3 separate regions of the Mus musculus genome follow, and regions 1 and 3 are each linked to region 2. Evidence: chromatin contacts called from public Hi-C and HiChIP or PLAC-seq data. All regions are on one chromosome and are shown on one strand. The core of a region is the stretch at or near the end of the contact, and the rest is flanking DNA. Distances in the headings are between cores, read along the strand shown. Region 1 overlaps Cmklr1 (chemokine-like receptor 1). Region 2 overlaps Wscd2 (WSC domain containing 2). Region 3 overlaps Gm30812 (a long non-coding RNA gene).

Region 1 (2,700 bases), core at 47-2,546, 81 kb before region 2:
CCACTGTAGGCTCCTGTGTCAGATGGATGGGAGCTGGAGGACTCTGGCTGCCTCCGGCAGGCAGGATAATTGTGTCCCTAGGCTTTGAGGGGAACTGAGGACAGGAGAGGCATGCCATGCCGGCTTCATCTGCAACCCCATGTGTATCCCTGACCTCAGCCAGATGGTTCTGGAAACTGGGGAGGGTGAGCTCCTTGGCTGGAAGGGGCAGGGCTCATAAAAATGGGACAAGAGGAAGTGTCTTAGTCATGGTTCTCTAACTGTGAAGAGACACCATGACCATGGCAACTCTTTTATTTATTTATTTTTTAAAGATTTATTTATTATTATATCTGAGTACATTGTCGCTGTCTTCAGACACACCAGAAGAGGGCGTCAGATCTCATTACAGATGGTTGTGAGCCACCATGTGGTTGCTGGGATTTGAACTCAGTACCTTCAGAAGAACAGTCAGTGTTCTTACCCACTGAGCCATCTCGCTAGCCCCCTGGCAACTCTTATAAAAGAAAACATTTAATTGGATGTTTGCTTACCATTTCAGAGGGTCAGTCTATTATGGTCATGACAGGGAGCATGGTGGCACGCAGTTAGGTGCTGGAACAGTATCCGAGAGACACATCCAGATCCATGGGCACAGAGACAGACTATGGGCTTGACATAGGCTTCTGAAACCCCTAAGCCCACGGCACCAGGGACACACACTCTCCAACAAGGCCACACCTCTTAATCCTTTCAAATAGTGCCACACCCTGGTGACTAAGCTTTCAAATATATGAGCCCATGGGGGCCGTTCTTATTGCAGTCACCCCAACAAGAATGTTTTGTTAGAGGGGAGGGCACCCCAGGAGCATCAGGAAGGGTGTGGGCTGGCTCAAAATAGTGGGTACTTTGTCCTACAACCAAGGGTAGAGGTCGGAGTGATCTGGACATGAAGCAGTCACTGGCTGAGCACCATGTGAGCTGAGCTGCCTCACCTCCATAGTGGACAGCGGTATTGTCCCTGAGGACAGTGGAGCCCAGCAGGTATGGAGGATAATGGGGTTTAGATGAGCATCTGGGTGACTGCGTAACTCAGCCGTTATCTTATCACAAGGAACTGAAAGCAGTACAGGGTAGGGTTAGATACACGAGGACCCGCGGAGGCAAGCATGGACAGCTGCATGGAGGTAAGGGAGTCACTGCTGGGATCTGCAAATGTGACCTCGAGCTTCCTTGTGGCCACATGGAAAGGGGGAGAGGTGATTAATTCAGATCACAGGTTATCAAGATAGAGGAAGTAACAGTTCAAGGGGGGGAGCCAAGTTGCTCTTAACCACAATTTCCTCAAGGGTGTTTCTCTGTGGGTGCCTTCTTCTGGTGCTACTGGAAAGCATACAGCTCTGAAGGTATAGCTTTCACAGATCGCTGCTTACAGCGAGCGACCTTAAGGGGCCCCCTGGGAAGGAGGCTCAGAGTGGGCACATTTGTGGGGTCAGAACAGGGGAGAGCTGAGCTCTCAGGATGCAAGCTCAGAGGCTCGGAGAGGTGAGACTGGGGGCTGCCCACCCTTCAGAGAAGTGGGGTGTGTGTGAGCCTTTCCTTTGAGTCCTGAGGAGCAAACTCCACTCACACTTCCCAGCTGTGTGGCTACGGGAAAGAGGCTTCACCTCTCTCTCTCTCTCTCTTTTTTTTTTTTTCCTTTCTTTTTGGTTTTTTGAGACAGGGTTTCTCTGTGTAGCCCTGGCTGTCCTGGAACTCACTCTGTAGACCAGGCTGGCCTCGAACTCAGAAATCCACCTGCCTCTGCCTCCCAAGTGCTGGGATTAAAGGCGTGCGCCACCACGCCCGGCCGGCTTCACCTCTCTTAACACGTTTTCTCATCTACCAAGCGGAGTTTTCTCTGTGGGGCCACCCGAACACTGCAGAGGTGTGTCTGGCATGGAGCCAGCACATTGGGCCTGGGTTAGCTACGTATGTAGACATGGGATGCATGTCTTTATTCCATGAACATTGTGGTGGTGGTGGTAGGGGTGTGAGGGATGTGAGGGACAGGAATATTATATCTCCTTGGAGTTGACAGAGGCCAGGCATCCATTGTGATCTTACAGTGTTCTGGGCAGCAGGAGGGAGGGGCTTGTCATGATTGACAGCACCTGGGAGTCAGGAGCCACCAGCCCTGTGCCCATGTCCTGGCCCTGAACCCAAGCAGGAGACAGATGGACTGGAACACGCCATTCCTCACGCCACCCTGGCTGGCCTTTCCCCATCTGCCTTGACAAAGGCCACGGGGGTGGGGGTGGGGTGGGGTGAGGCGCGGGGTGGGGGTGTTGGAAGGTCAATCACAGCACAGTGCGCCAGGCCAGTTCCGAGCACAGCCAGCCCTCCTTTTGAATGGATTGTTTTATCCCCTGGATCTGACCAGCCATAGATGAAGAGAATTTTGGGAAGCTGGTTATGAAGGCAGACGCCCATAATCCCAGAACTCAGAGGCAGGGGATCACTAGTTTGAAGACCACTTGATCTACAAAACAAAATTTTCTCTCTCTCCAAACAAACAAACACCAAGTAGAAAAGACAAGCAAAAATTTTTGTTGTTGTTGCTTTTTGAGACAGGGTTTCTCTGTGTAGCCCTGGCTGTCCTGGAACTCTGTAGACCAGGCTGGCCTTGAACTCAGAAATTCATCTGCCTCTGCCTCCCGAGTGCTGGGATTAAAGGCGTGT
Region 2 (2,700 bases), core at 178-2,677:
AGCTTCCCACCACTGGCTCTGTTTTGGGGTTCAATGCTGGGCTTCCCATTTGCAGGACCTTGTAGTAGGGTGGCCAGAGTCTACCGAGTGGCAGTGGGTTCTCTGACTGGGACAGTTAGATCCTGCTTCTTTCTGTGTCGAGGTCAATGCTCCCCAGAGAGACAGTCATGCCTCAGTGCCTTCCAGGAGGCTGGGGAGAAAGACACACCCGTGAAGTATATATTTCCAGTCATCTCCAAATTGCTCAGCAATTACAGAACACCACAGAAGCCACGGGAGGCAGGAGCATCCCTGTGGGCCGAGACATAGCTGGGCAGAAAAGACCTCACCAGCCAGGGAATGGGTTAGAAGTGAGTTCATGGTTCTTTTTTTGTTTTGTTTTGTTTTGTTTTGTTTTTTCTTTTCCTCTCCCTAAGTTGTGCTTTGAAAAACTCAAGGAAGTATATGAGGGTTCTTGAAAATGATTTGATATTCTGTGTCACAGCACACACATGGAGGTCACAGGACACCTCGAGCAAGTTGGTTCTCTCCTTTCGTCATGTGCTCTCTGGAGATCAGAGTGAGACCTGCCCAGGTTTGGCATAGAGTGCCCTTATCAGCTAATCTATCTCCCCAGCCTCCCCAGACTTGTTACCAGTCAGACTTGAGTTTGGATCTTGGTGCTCACATAAGACAGAACAAGGAACATGGGGTCATTTAAGGCATTGGGGCTGCAAGTTCTTAGGCGTAACACGGGGTGAGAGTACCAATCCCCTCCCAACTCCTTAGTTGTTGAGAGGGCTGGTTGACATAGCAGGGACTATGCACATTACGGTGGGGGGAGGGGCAGCTGGACACCTTGCCTGGACTGCAGGACGTAGCTAAGATAGCCACAGCAGGAAGGCAGGACAGAGGTGCCTTGTCTCTCTCCAATCTTGATAGCCCATGGCCACCCCGTGGCCCTATAGCCCAAGGGCTCAGAGAGAGGTAAGGCTGGGTCAGAAGGGAGAACTGGGGGAGGCTCCTACTTATCAGTTTATTTGAAAAGGGGAAAAAAAAAAGCCATCCATTTCCAGTCCCAGCATTAATAAGCCGCTGTTGAACACGTCTTAAATTTAAATTTAGACAAACGTTCCCCCACACAAACACTCATCGCCCACACACCCCCAAGAATAAATCCACCCGGTGAAGGGGAGATGTCTATGTGGTTACATCCCAGGGGCTGGGAGCTGGGGTGTGCAGGAGTTACCTGGGGACAGGGAAAGTGCCTCTGTGTCTTTGTTGGTGGCCTTAGACGCTCCTGTCAGGAGAGCACTGGTCAGGGACTCTGACCGATCCTTCCAGGAGCACTGGACAGGGAGTCTGCCCCGCAGGGCTGGGCCAATTGAGGGGAAGGCCAATGCTCCAAAGTTAGTGGGTGGAACTGACTTCCTGTCTCAAATGCTGCCTGCCTCTCAGAGTCATTTCCTGCCTACAAAGGAAGTGGTCTCACACCTACTTCTATAGGTTTGCCCACGACCCACAGTCAGCATGGCTTTGCACCCAGAAAAGCCTTGCCTGGGTCAGTGTCCTGTTGAGGCTTCTTGTAAATTGCTAGGAGAGTGATTCTGTTGCAAGAAGAAATGGGCACCATCATTTCACACGGTCTTCTGAGAAATATCAGCTGCCCACAAGTAGTGGTGTGGGTAGGTGGAGGTTCTGTGCAGGGTACCTCAAGCTATGGTGACTTCCTCTTTTCTTTCTGTTTTGGCTTCAAGATCATTCTATAGCTGTGTGGCCTTGGCCAGGTAGATAGTGCTCTCTTCTCTTTTGGATCAAATACACACACACACACACACACACACACACAGACACACACACACACACATCATGTATACATATACATGTTTTCCAATAGTCAAACTACAGTTCATTCAATCAACAAACATCCCTTAGTACCAGCCTCATCTGCAGCCTAAAGTTGGCCACAGGGGACCAGCCTAAACTGGAGGCTGTTCTAGCAGGGAGGGCTCATCACCCCATGAACACCTACCTGCTTCACATCTGGGGAGAGTTTCTTCTCCCCTCAGGGATGTCTCCTGATCCCCCAAGACCCACTTTGGTCAGGGCAGCACACCCTGGCTTGTTCTCTCAGCACTGAGGGAGTGCCTGCTGTGGACCTCAAGAGGGTGTGGCCCCTGGCACCAGGAAGCTGGTGGCTTTATAGTTTCAGACTTGTGGTAGGTGTGGGTTTAGTCTCACCTTGCTTCAGCTTCCAGAACCTCAAAACACACAACTTCCAGCATTCAACATAAATCTGTAGGGCAGGTACTGCCCCCACCCTATCACATGGGTGAGAAACTGAAGCTTCCAAAGGTCAAGAGACGTGTTTAAGGTCATCAGTGCTGAGCCAAGGCTTTAGGCTTGTGTGCTGTGAGATACTGTCTCTCTCCCCTGTCTCTCTTTCTCTCTCTTGCCTTTCTCTCTGTCTCTGTGTGTGTGTGTGTGCACACGCGCGTGCGCACACGTGCACATGCTCCTTCTCCTGACACCCAGTCTCTTGTTTCCATAGGAACAGGCACTTAGGGATAAGTCTACTCTTTGTCTCTATGGGAGACTCTATTCAGGAAGCCTCATCTCCAGGACATCCTGGTGGGCTCTGAGAGCACACTATTTGTTTGTTTATTTGTTTGTTTTTTGAGACAGGGTTTCTCTGTGTAGCCCTGGCTGTCCTAGAACTCA
Region 3 (2,700 bases), core at 60-2,559, 67 kb after region 2:
CAGACCGTTAGAAAGAATCCAGGGGCAGAAGTTTCTCCATTTTCTGCTGAACCCTGATGAGCCAGCCATCGTTTGTCTTGACATGGAAACAATCCACACCTTGCTGGTGCTCACAGTGAGAAAGGCGAACCATATAACACTTACCCAGTGCTTGCCAGTGATCAGGAAAAAGACACAGTGGCTGTGGAGTCCCTGTGAAAGGAGCTGCAGAGCTGTGTCACTGTCGTCTGCATGGCTAGGACTGGGGGCACTGAGAACATCATCAGAAGAAGCTAGTGAGGTCTCCTGGTGCACAATCCCTAAGAGAGACAGAGAAGCCATTAGCAGCAGGAGGGCCGCACTGCAGAGATTTCTGTCCCTTGGCAAAGAGCTGAGAGAAAGCAAGAAGGTTGTGGTGTGACCTAGGGCTGGGTGGGGGGATTTCTGGGAAGGGATCCCATGTAAAACCTCAGCAGCAAATGGTGGGTCCCATCCAGACCTGTTTCTGTAGCCTGCCTGCTGCACTGCTGTGATCACAGCAGCAAAGACCCCAGTACCTTCTCTGTCCATGACTCTTGTCCTTGGCTTTGGGATTAAACTACCCCTCCCCCATGTGCCACCCCTCCTCCATTTTCCCTGCTGCTGTTACAAACACCCAACAAAAGCAACTTCAGGAAGGGAGGGTTGACCCCAGCTCAGAGTCTGAGGGTGTTTTCCATCATGGTGGGGGAGGTCGCGGTGATGGTGGGAGATGGTGGTGAAGGAGCATGAGTCAGAGGGTCACTTAGCATCTGTAGGCAGGAAGCACGAAGTGATGAATGGCAGCGCTCAGCTCATCACATTTTTATTTAGCCCTTGATACCTAAGAGCTGTGAGTGGAGGGTGGGTGGGTCTTCACTCCGCTCTGGAAACATCCTCACAGACACATTCGGGTCTCCCAGGTGACCACAAACCCACTGGAGTCACAGTGAAGGTGAACTGCTCACACCGGGGCAAGAAAAGGCTCAATCCTGCTGGTGCCCTTGTCCACACCAGGAGACCACACCCAGGCTGTTTGTTTGTCTAAGGACCATAGAAGATGGGTGAAAAAGAGCCTGCTGTTGGTTGGATGAGCCCAGAGGGTTAAGAAAGCTTATTTAGAACAGCAAATCAGAGTGGCTGGCCATGCTGCCACACTGTTGCTGTTTATCTCCAACCTTTCTAGGGCTATTTGTTACACAGTAGCCTCATCAGAACGAGAAATAGATACAAAATGGTACAAGTGCATGCTGGTGTAACCCAGCAACCAATGCTGATATAACCCAGCGCTCCCTGCTGGTGTAACCCAGCAACCAGAGACCCGGATACCGGCTCATGTTTGGTGAGGTCTGCTTCTGCCACAAGCGGTGTCCCTGGCAGGACTGACCAGCCGAGATGATTCACAGGTGCTACCTTGCTAATTTCTCTTGTTCATAGAGAATTCCCACTGGCCTCCACCTCCCAGGGATGAGCGTATCTTTGATGCTGCCTCTAGAGCATAGTGCCCAGCGTGGATCAGTCATGCCACCCACTTCTCAACCAAGTAGACACAGGTCAGCCAGGTTCCAGGTTTTGAGTGCCTCTTCACGGGGAATTCCTACAGATCACTTTGCCTGGCCTTAGGATTGTAACCAACTCCAAAGATGCGCACATATCCGAATAACCACAGAACCACATCCCTGTGCTCTGAGCTGGTCAGTAACAGAATAAACTATCTGATAATACACCAGGAATCCCAAATTAAGCTGTTTAATCCTCCCAGGATAGTACAGTCTGTGCCCTTATCATGAGATTAAAAACAAAGCAAAAGCCAGTAAAAGATTTTTAAAATCCACACTATATATAGGGCATGGTAGCTCATACCTGAAATCCCAGCCCTCTCAGATGTTGAGGCAGGAGGATTTTTATAAGTTCAAGGCCAGCCTGGACTACTAGTAAGATAAATATCTTTTAAAAAATCCATATTGCATGACTATATTAGATTTATGATTATATCCACAGTGTTAAACACACACACACACACACACACACACACACACACACACGCGACAAATGGCAAAAAAAGAAAAAAGGAAAAGAAAAAAAGAAGAAAAGAGAAGAGGGAAAGTTAGGATTTTATGGACAAAATCCATGTGGCTAAGAAACAAAGGAAAAGATGCTCACATTCCCCAGCGTTAGGAAAGTGCAAATTAAATACCCTCCTGGACTGTCAAAATGAAAGGAGTTCCAGCGCCCCCTCCTGGCCAGGGTCAGAGCAAAGGCTACATTCTTGTCTGGCAGCAGAGGATCCAGGCCTGGGGAGACTTCTAAGATGGTGCCCTTAGCCACTGTCTTAGTCAGGGTTCCTATTCCTACACAAAACACTATGACCAAGAAGCAAGTTGGGGAGGAAAGGGTTTATTCAGCTTACACTTTCCATATTGCTGTTCATTACCAAAGGAAGTCAGGACAAGAACTCAAGCAGGTCAAGAAGCAGGAGCTGATGCAGAGGCCATGGAGGGATGTTTCTTACTGGCTTGCTTCTCCTGGCTTGCTCAGCTTGCTTTCTTATAGAACCCAAGAATACCAGCCTAGGAATGACTCCACCCACAAGGGACCCTCCCCCTTTGATCACTAATTGAGAAAATGCCCTACAGCTGAATCTCACGGAGGCTGTTTCCCAACTGAAGCTCCTTTCTCTGTGATAGCTCCAGCCTGTGTCAG

The links. A called contact is a pair of places that touch in the nucleus more often than the background predicts. HiChIP or PLAC-seq counts read pairs in DNA pulled down with a chosen protein or histone mark.
Region 1: a contact with region 2 is called in a BATF HiChIP or PLAC-seq map of CD8 T cells, with 7 read pairs. The contact joins two enhancer-like sites. A contact is called at or near these places in 1 of 484 Hi-C or Micro-C datasets (natural killer cells), 3 of 115 datasets of contacts at active chromatin or transcription factors (CD8 T cells, effector CD8 T cells and memory CD8 T cells) and 3 of 9 other capture datasets (adipose tissue, liver and pancreatic islet).
Region 3: a Hi-C map of CD8 T cells shows a contact between it and region 2, with 2.4 times the contacts expected there. The contact joins two enhancer-like sites. A contact is called at or near these places in 3 of 39 promoter capture datasets (embryonic stem cells, second pharyngeal arch cranial neural crest and stem cell-derived epiblast-like cells), 2 of 15 datasets of contacts at CTCF or cohesin (CD8 T cells and stem cell-derived epiblast-like cells), 44 of 484 Hi-C or Micro-C datasets (the 63-12 cell line, B cells, CD4 T cells and 21 more), 6 of 115 datasets of contacts at active chromatin or transcription factors (CD8 T cells, Th17 cells, astrocytes and 3 more) and 2 of 9 other capture datasets (adipose tissue and liver).

The regions. Positions count from the first base shown.
Region 1 is chr5:113,619,802-113,622,501 of GRCm38.p6, reverse strand. All of the region lies in intron 1 of Cmklr1 (chemokine-like receptor 1), which reads left to right. Among named protein-coding and RNA genes, the nearest start is that of Gm42002, 18 kb to the right of the region's middle. Within about 2 kb of position 1,296, at least 29 of the 459 cell types and tissues checked have an H3K27ac peak or open chromatin away from gene starts, as enhancers often do. A contact at or near this core is called in CD8 T cells, where this site is marked.
Region 2 is chr5:113,538,503-113,541,202 of GRCm38.p6, reverse strand. All of the region lies in intron 1 of Wscd2 (WSC domain containing 2), which reads right to left. The region is part of intron 2 of Gm52822 (a long non-coding RNA gene); the gene reads left to right. Among named protein-coding and RNA genes, the nearest start is that of Gm52822, 4.3 kb to the left of the region's middle. Within about 2 kb of position 1,427, at least 36 of the 459 cell types and tissues checked have an H3K27ac peak or open chromatin away from gene starts, as enhancers often do. A contact at or near this core is called in CD8 T cells, where this site is marked.
Region 3 is chr5:113,471,145-113,473,844 of GRCm38.p6, reverse strand. It overlaps Gm30812 (a long non-coding RNA gene), which reads right to left. Exons shown (of 3, transcript XR_389557.3): 2 at 145-299. Among named protein-coding and RNA genes, the nearest start is that of Gm30812, 7.8 kb to the right of the region's middle. Within about 2 kb of position 1,309, at least 6 of the 459 cell types and tissues checked have an H3K27ac peak or open chromatin away from gene starts, as enhancers often do. A contact at or near this core is called in CD8 T cells, where this site is marked.